Linked DNA regions of Callithrix jacchus: region 1 is linked to region 2. The links are chromatin contacts, called in public Hi-C maps. All regions are on one chromosome and are shown on one strand. The core of a region is the stretch at or near the end of the contact, and the rest is flanking DNA. Distances in the headings are between cores, read along the strand shown.

Region 1 (3,739 bases), core at 898-3,397, 55 kb before region 2:
GTCCTGGAATGTGACCCTGTGGGAGGGGTCTACTTTGCAGAGTGTAAGCTCAGCCCAGAGTCTAAGGGAACAATCTCATCCCCATCCCCTCAGACTAAGGAGGAACCCAAGGCAGGGATGTCTGTAGTGATGGCGTCCAGAGCCTCCTCATTGCAGGGGCCGCACAGGCTAGGAGGTGCTAGTCCAGGAAGGTTGGACAAACACTCCAAGTCTTGAAAACATTGCTTTTTAAAAAAGCATTACTTTTGGTGACTTGGGAGTCAGAAGGGAAGATAGAAAGGTATACTGATTTGGGGACTCTCCTTGCATCAAAAAAAGGCACACAAGGTGGGTAGCAGGTGCTTCTCCAAGTGCCCTCGCCCACCTGCAGCAGTGGCTGGGGCTTGGGATGGAGGCCTTGGCAGAAAGGGAAAGAGAAAAAGACCTAGGCGGCGGGGTGGCTGATGGGACAGCTCCATCCCCACGCCCCAGCAAGGCTGATCTGGCGCTTGAAAACAGGTTTAGAAGGGAGGCATGCCCACCTGAAAAGGCTATCACCCCACTACCTTCAGCTCCACCAAGGCCTAGCAAGCCCAGCTCCCCCAACCCTCTGGCCTGCATGAGTTTGAGGGGCAGCTGCAGCCTGTTCTGTGAGTTCTGGGAGCAGAGTAAAGTGGACCACTCTGCCAACCCCTTCCCTCTCCAAGGCCTTGGAGGAAGGATCTGACTCTCCCCGTCTCCTCCCTAAGAAAGATGGGTCCCCTGGGGAACTCACGAGACTCTCCCAGCCCCTAAGACACTCATGCCTCTACCTTGCCAAATCATTACCATCTCCCAGCCTCAACCCACACCCCAACTCTTCCAGATAGCCTTTCCCAATACATGCAGCCTGCACATCCCCCGTTCTAGAACCACCCAGCATCCTGCCTGGCACTTCCTATTACAGCCTCTTCATATTGAAAGATACTTTGGAAGTGAGAAGCCTTCCAGACGTCCGATTTCATTGCCTCAAGCTTAGAGATGCAGGAATGCCTGTTTTTCTTCACTAACCGCAATGATACTAAGCACGGCTAACAGTGAGCACTGTGTGCTAGACGCTTGACATGCAAGAATTCACTTCTATCTCTTAAGCAAGCTCAGTTTTTTTTTTTTTTTTTTTTTTTTGAGATGAAGTCTTGATCTGCTGCCCAGGCTGGAGTGCAATGGCGCGATCTTGGCTCACTTCAATCTCTGCCTCCCGGGTTCAAGCGATTCTCCTGCCTCAGCCTCCCAAGTAACTAGGACTACAGACGCACGCCACCATAAGAGGCTAATTTTTGTATTTTCAGTAGAGACGGGGTTTCACTATGTTGGCCCAGCTGGTCTTGAACTCCTGACATCGTGATCCACCCACCTCAGCCGCCCAAAGTTTTGGGATTACAGGTGTGAGCCACTGTGCTCGGCCAGTTAGCTCATTTTATAGCCGATGGAGTGGAAGCACAGAGTCGTCAAGCAACTTGACCTATGGCTGCACAGCAGGTAAGTAGCTGAGTCCGGATCTGAAGTAGGGTTCCAATCTCCATCCCATCTCTTGCCTTCGTGCTGGCTATTACTGACTGGCTTACTAAGGTTGCAGCTGTCTGTCTTGGGTGCAGAAGTTTTCTCTCATCCTTCCCCAGTAACATCTGCCTTCTCCTCCTTCCTTCCCCAAATGATTGAGCACAGAGGAGGTGCTTTAGAAATCATGGTTCCGAGATAGGCCACGGATAGGGTGTAGGGACACTTCTGACACCAGGTGGCAGCATTGGCCAAAAGTTTTCTCCAAACTCCGTCTTGTCAGTCAAGTAAAAACTTAAAACGTTTATTTCTGGTACAAATGATAAATACTTTGCATTAAAAATCTGGAATTCAAGTTTTCCTCGTACTTCATGCTCCCTCACTGCCCCAGAACCTTACAAAAATATTTCTGTGTAGAGAGGGAAAGAGCTGGTGCCTGCTCTGGAGGCAAAGTCCAGGTCTGGGAAAGGCACTCGTGGTCTGAGGTCTGTCTCAGTGGCGGGAGGCCTCCACTTGCCCTACACGCGGCCTCGGGGCCAGAAATGAGAACGTGCTATTATTGATAACAGGGGCTGTGTCATGGGTCCCCAACAGCTCCTTCCTTGGGGGTAGCGAGCCCCTTCTTGGGGCGTAGGAAGAGACTGAGGGGCCAGGTCCTTCCAGTTGTGTGCATGGGGAGGGGAGTTGTGTCTGGGGAGGTGGGTGTCCAGGGATAGACTCCTTTTAGGGTCTAAACCTTTAAAGAGTTCAACAGAAGAACCACAGGCCATCACATTTTGGCGGCTTACAAGTGAACACTTCAGGGGAGACGCAGGAGGGAGGGGTGTAGGTCTGGGGAGCCCTCTCCCCCTCTGCCCGCAAGGAAGGCACAGGGTGGGAGTGGGGGTACCTTCATGAGACCCCCTGCCATGCCACACCCCTTTCACAGTCATGCGAGGTGGGGCCAGAGGGGCCCAGGCTCCAGGGCCAGGGGAGTGGGAAGGAAGGGAAATAAGGCCTCAGGTGGGGGCTGCCACCCCCTCTGGCGGCTGGTGAAGAGCAGTGGGCCCAGAGGAGCCCCCCAGGATCCCCCCACCCCAGCCTGGCTAGGGGTCCTCATCCCAGAGACACAGCTGCCTCTGGGGCACGTAGAAGTCGAAGCTGTAGCTCTTCTGGCAGCTGCGGATGCCACACTTGTAGGGCGTGGGCCGCTCGCGGCTGTGGCAGTACTTGAGCATGCAGGGGTACCAGGCCAGGCTCAGGCCATAGCGGCAGGTGCAGGGCTTCCCTCGGTCCCCCATCTGCCTGCAGCGAGGCAGCTCCGCCTGCTCTGGGGCCTTGGACAGAGCCTCGAACACAGAACTGTCCACACCTGGGGAGAGAGGCAAGGATCAGGGAGGGACGGAGGGAGGGAGGGAGCTCCCCCAGCCAGGGGCCGCTGCCTTTCCCCACTTGGTCTTCTCCATCATCTAATAGGCATTGACTGACACCTCCATTTCCAAGCTTGCCGTGGGATGCAGAGATAAGACCTGGGCACTAGGCTCCTCCTTTCTGGGCTCATGGGAGAAACAGATTAAATGGCAATAGCCCTCCTCCACGGCACAGCATCAACCGAGTGCCAGGGGCTCTGCTTACAGTACCTCTTTCTATCACCCATGGGCTAAGTACTGTCATCCCTATTTTACTGATGAGAACACTGACCCAGAGAAGTTGAATGATCTGGCCAAGGTTTCAAGGCCTCCACTTAGCCACACTGCCACCTGATGATTTTAAAAAGCGCCATACTGGAGTGTGCTAAGGTAGAGGTGTGGGGAGACAGGATTGGAAGTCAAGGAAGGTTTTTTTTTTTCATGACAGAGTCCTGCTCTGTTGTCCAGGTTGGAGTGCAGTGGTGTGATCTTGGCTCACTGCAACCTCCACCTCCTGAGTTCAAACAATTCTCCTACCTGGGACTACAGGCATGCACCACCATGCCCAGCTAATTTTTTGGTATTTTTGCTAGAGACGGGGGTTTTGCTATGTTGGCCAGGCTGGGAAGGCTTCTTAAGAAAGGTGACATCTGAGTAGGGCCAGGCAGGGAAGGGCTAGCAAAGCACACCCACAGAGGGGCAGGTCAGGGTGGCCAGGGCTTGGGGTAAACAGGAAAGCGCATATGAGGGGTGCTGAGGGAAATGGAAGGGACCGGCCAGGTTTGGCTCAGGGGCTATGTGGGAGGGGCCAGCTTCTGGGGTTGCTTATGTCGAGC
Region 2 (3,973 bases), core at 1,005-3,504:
CCACACAGAGGAGGCCACCCCAGTCAATTTCTTGGGAGAATCGCTAGATTGTGATCAGGAAGCCTGCGGCCACCACTGACTTGCTCTGTGGCTTTGGGACAGTCATTTGACCTAGCCCCCGTTTCCCTATTTTTGGCAAGCAACATTTTTATTGCAATAAAGAGTTTGCAAGATGTTTTTCACCTACATGGTCTCATTGGAACTTCCAAAAGGAGGTAATTAACCCCCTTCTAATGACCCTCACAGGGGAACACTCACGGCAGCATGGGCTGCGGAGAAGAGGAAGCAGCACAGATGTCCACAGTTACCAAGCCAGGCTGGGGAGGGGCCCCGCGCGGGTGGCAAGAGCCCCTCTCTCCAGGCAGGTCAATGCCCCCGCATGGGAGGGCGTGGGATCTCCCCACAGCTATGTCGCCGTGAATATCATGAACTGAGGCGCTGGCTGAGACTCCTGACAACAGTGTGGGGCAACTATGGATAGGCAGAGAGGACGCCACGTGGAAAGCGGCACTTTTGTTCCAAGCCACTCCGCTGACCCCAACAAGGCAGGGGGTGCAGGTCAGTGACAGCCCTCAGCTTCCCAGAGGAGTCAGAGCCTGTCCCCACTGAAGACAAGACAGGCGCAAACAGGACCCCCAGGAGCAGGAGGGCCTCAGCCAGTAGCCCGGGCCTCGGGTGGCTGGTGAGCAGTGGCGTGGAGACACCCTGTGGTGAGATTGAGGAACCACAGTTCGTGGACAAGCCAAATGAGGGACAGGTCATTAGGAGGGACAAGTTAGCGTTACGTGTTGGGTGAGGGTAAAGTTACTAAGCTGCGCGTGCTGTGCGTCGGGGGAGGCTGGCAACAAGAGCTGACGTTCACTGTGCCTGTAGCAGTGTGCCCTCTAACCCTCACAGCCACCCTATGAGATGGATGCCACCATTCCTTCAATTTTACAGATGAGAAAACTGAGTCAGAGAAATAAAGGAACTGGCCCAAGGTCGCACACTCAGAAGATGGCGGAGCCAGGATTTGAACCCAGGCGATCTGACTCCATAACCCATGCTCACCACCATTGCCCCTGACAGCCTGCATAAAGGATAGGGCAGTTGGGCTAGACAGAAAGTAGTGTAATGGGGTCCACAGAGGGACAGTTGGGGCAGGGAAGGGAGCTCCAGGTTCCGATGAGTAGTTAGGGCTTAGGGAGATGGAGGCAGGTGGTGAGGAAACCCAGTGTGCTGGGGGCTCCTTGGGAGAGGCAGAGAGCCTTGGTCAGAGGGTTGGCTGGAAGTTGTGACCTCTCCACGAGAGCAGAGCGCTATCTGCGGGCAAGGTACGCCGGTGTGCCAAGAATGGGTTGCATCTGTGTGGTCAAGACAGAGCTCCCCGCCCCCCCCCCCCCACGCTCCATCCTCCAGAGGGCCCAGGGGGTTCCGGGGTGTCAGCGCCCCTTCCCCAGCCAGGCCTCTGTTAGGAGCAGCCATTGCCTGTCTTCACTGTGCCGAGGGGGCAGCGTGGTTTCCCGCGAGCCGAGCTGTGAGAAAGCGAGGGAGCTCTGCCTGCGGGTCGCCCAGCGCCCGCGTCCTCCCAGGCACAGGAGCTCGGCACTGCGGACGCCACTTCCACAGGGCGGCCCCTCCGCCTCTCCTAGCCCTTCCGCCTAGGGCTGCTATTGACGGTGGGGCTAGGCCTGACCGTCAGGGCAGACTCTCTGTTCACCAAGCTCTGGGAATCTCCCGAGAAGCTCATCCGATCCAGTCGGCATCCCGGCGCCCGCTGCCTTCCACAGGCTGCACGGTTCTGGGCAGGGGCCCCTCGCGGATCCCAGATCCCTCCCGAGGAAGTAGTAAGCGCCCACCGCAGAGGGCGCCTGCGAGCATTAGATGTGCTCGTCTGCTCATCCCGCAAGTCTTTGCCGAGTGCCCGCTCTGTGCCAGGCAGTGCTTGGTGTGGGGATGGGAAATGAACTAATAAACACGGTGCCGACGCGCAAAGAGGGGAAGTGGCCGGGGCCAGGGCCAGGGCCAGGGAAACGGACCCAGGGCCAGAAACCGGGATTAGCAACGAACAGGGCTCGGCACGGAGCCCGGCACCGAGCACGCCGCCGGCACACGCTCCCTGGGCCTCCCTCTAGAGCCAGAACGGCCCGGTCGGACGGGGATTTCACCGCGGCCCTCTGCCGCTCAAAGGGAGCCCGAGGGTGGACGTAAAGCCCGGGCCAGCGTTGGCCGTGAAACACGCCTTTATGGGGAGCGGAAGCAGCCATCAAAGCCGAGCTAGCCGGGGCAGGCCAGGGAACGCTGAGAGCGCGGGGGCCGCGCGCTTCCCACCGCCCCCACTGCCCGGGCGGCCGCGCCTCTCCGCCTGGCCACACTGGGGCGCGCTCTCGCCCCGCGCCTCAGGCCCCCACCTCCGCGCACCCTCCTCGCCTCACCGCCCCCACCCCGTGCCCGTCCCGCGCCTCGACTGCGCCCCCTCCGCGCCTCAAGCCACCCCCTCCGCGCCTCATGCCCCCACCTCCGCGCCCCAACTGCGCCTCCTCCGCGCCTCACGCCCCCACCTCCGCGCACCCTCCTGGCCTCACCGCCCCCACCCCGTGCCCGTTCCGCGCCTCACGCCCCCACCTCCGCGCCCCAACTGCGCCCCCTCGGCGTCCCTTTGGCGGGTCTTTCGCTCGCATCCTGCGGGCATTCGCGGTGGAGAGAAGGACGACTCCGCTCATGCAGCGCGTCAGCTGGAGCTGGCTCCCTCGGTGCGCTTCCCAGGTGCGCCGGTGCCGCTCGGCTGAGTCGTTCACGACCTAAGCGCTCTCTATGCGCTGGGGTCCCAGGGTGCCGCGACCGGGCCAGACTTTGGAGGGTTTGGACCGTCGACCGTCTCAAGGCCTGGGTCTCTCTCCTGAAGGGACTGAGGTTGGGCAGGGTGTGATGATGGAAGAGGGAATTTATGTTCGGAAAGATCCCTCTGGCTGCTGGGTAGAGGGTGACTTGGGGTGAGCTGGAGTTACTCTACGGAGAGCAGTGGGGAGACTGCTGAGAAGTCCAGGAGGTGATGGTGACAGGGTCACGCAAGTGCAAACTCCAGTGCGTTACACATATATGTGGGACTCGGGCGCTGGTCCAGCCCCTCCTGACTCCCGGAAGCCTCCTCAGGTCATCACTTGATGGACCGAAGACCGTCTTCCTTCTCGGAGGTCCCTTCCCCACCCCAGGTGTTCCCAGCCTGAGGCTCTCACCAGATCTGCCACATCATGGGTAAGCTGTGACCATCACCACCACCACTATGTCCACAGCCAATGTAGAGACGCCAGTCGGGTGCCTGGCTGGACTCCACGTCAGGCCCTCTAAAGGGAGCAGCCCCGAGCGTGTGTATGTGGGGGCTGGGGTCACCGCAATCTGTAGTCCGTTCACTGCTTTCAGACCTCGAAGCTTGCTTCTGTCTGTAGAATCAGAGGCAGTCTGTCTTCGAGGAACTGACTCATGATAAACTTCCAGGAGACTGAAGAAGAAACCATAACGTCAGCGCAGTTTGAAAGGTTCTCGCAGAGCTGTTGTGAGACACCCTTACAAATACTTGGCAGACATGTGCTAGAACGGTGCCCGCACCAAGCGTGTTAGCTGTGACTGTGATGAATGGAAAGGGTCTCCAATATGCGGGTCTGCCAAACATGGTGCTTCTCTGGGATGCTGACTAGGTCTCCAGGCTCCTCAGTGGGCTTGGATTCAGAACAAATGATGGTTCCTCCATCCTTGTAAAGTGTCACCGGAAGTTCTCAGGGAGACCCCATGAAGTCCCCTGTCCTCCAACAGAACATGCCTCCTGGTGCGGGAAGTGTCCCTGTTCGCTGTAGGGCTCTCCTAGAACTGCTGGATCTCATAGAAACATTCCGTCTTTGGCCGGGCGCGGTGGCTCAAGCCTGTAATCCCAGCACTTTGGGAGGCTGAGGCGGGTGGATCACGAGGTCAAGAGATCGAGACCATCCTGGTCAACATG

Evidence for each region. Hi-C and Micro-C count contacts between places; a contact is called where the count stands out from the background.
Region 1: a Hi-C map of skeletal muscle shows a contact between it and region 2, with 14 times the contacts expected there. The contact joins two enhancer-like sites. A contact is called at or near these places in 3 of 3 Hi-C or Micro-C datasets (induced pluripotent stem cells and skeletal muscle).

Annotation. Positions count from the first base shown.
Region 1 is chr10:19,869,014-19,872,752 of calJac240_pri, reverse strand. OAF (out at first homolog) reads right to left here. Exons shown (of 4, transcript XM_002807279.6): 4 at 1,792-2,866. The coding sequence ends at 2,601. Among named protein-coding and RNA genes, the nearest start is that of POU2F3, 11 kb to the left of the region's middle. Within about 2 kb of position 2,147, at least 3 of the 16 cell types and tissues checked have an H3K27ac peak or open chromatin away from gene starts, as enhancers often do.
Region 2 is chr10:19,814,267-19,818,239 of calJac240_pri, reverse strand. It overlaps the pseudogene LOC128929057. Among named protein-coding and RNA genes, the nearest start is that of TRIM29, 29 kb to the right of the region's middle. Within about 2 kb of position 2,254, at least 4 of the 16 cell types and tissues checked have an H3K27ac peak or open chromatin away from gene starts, as enhancers often do.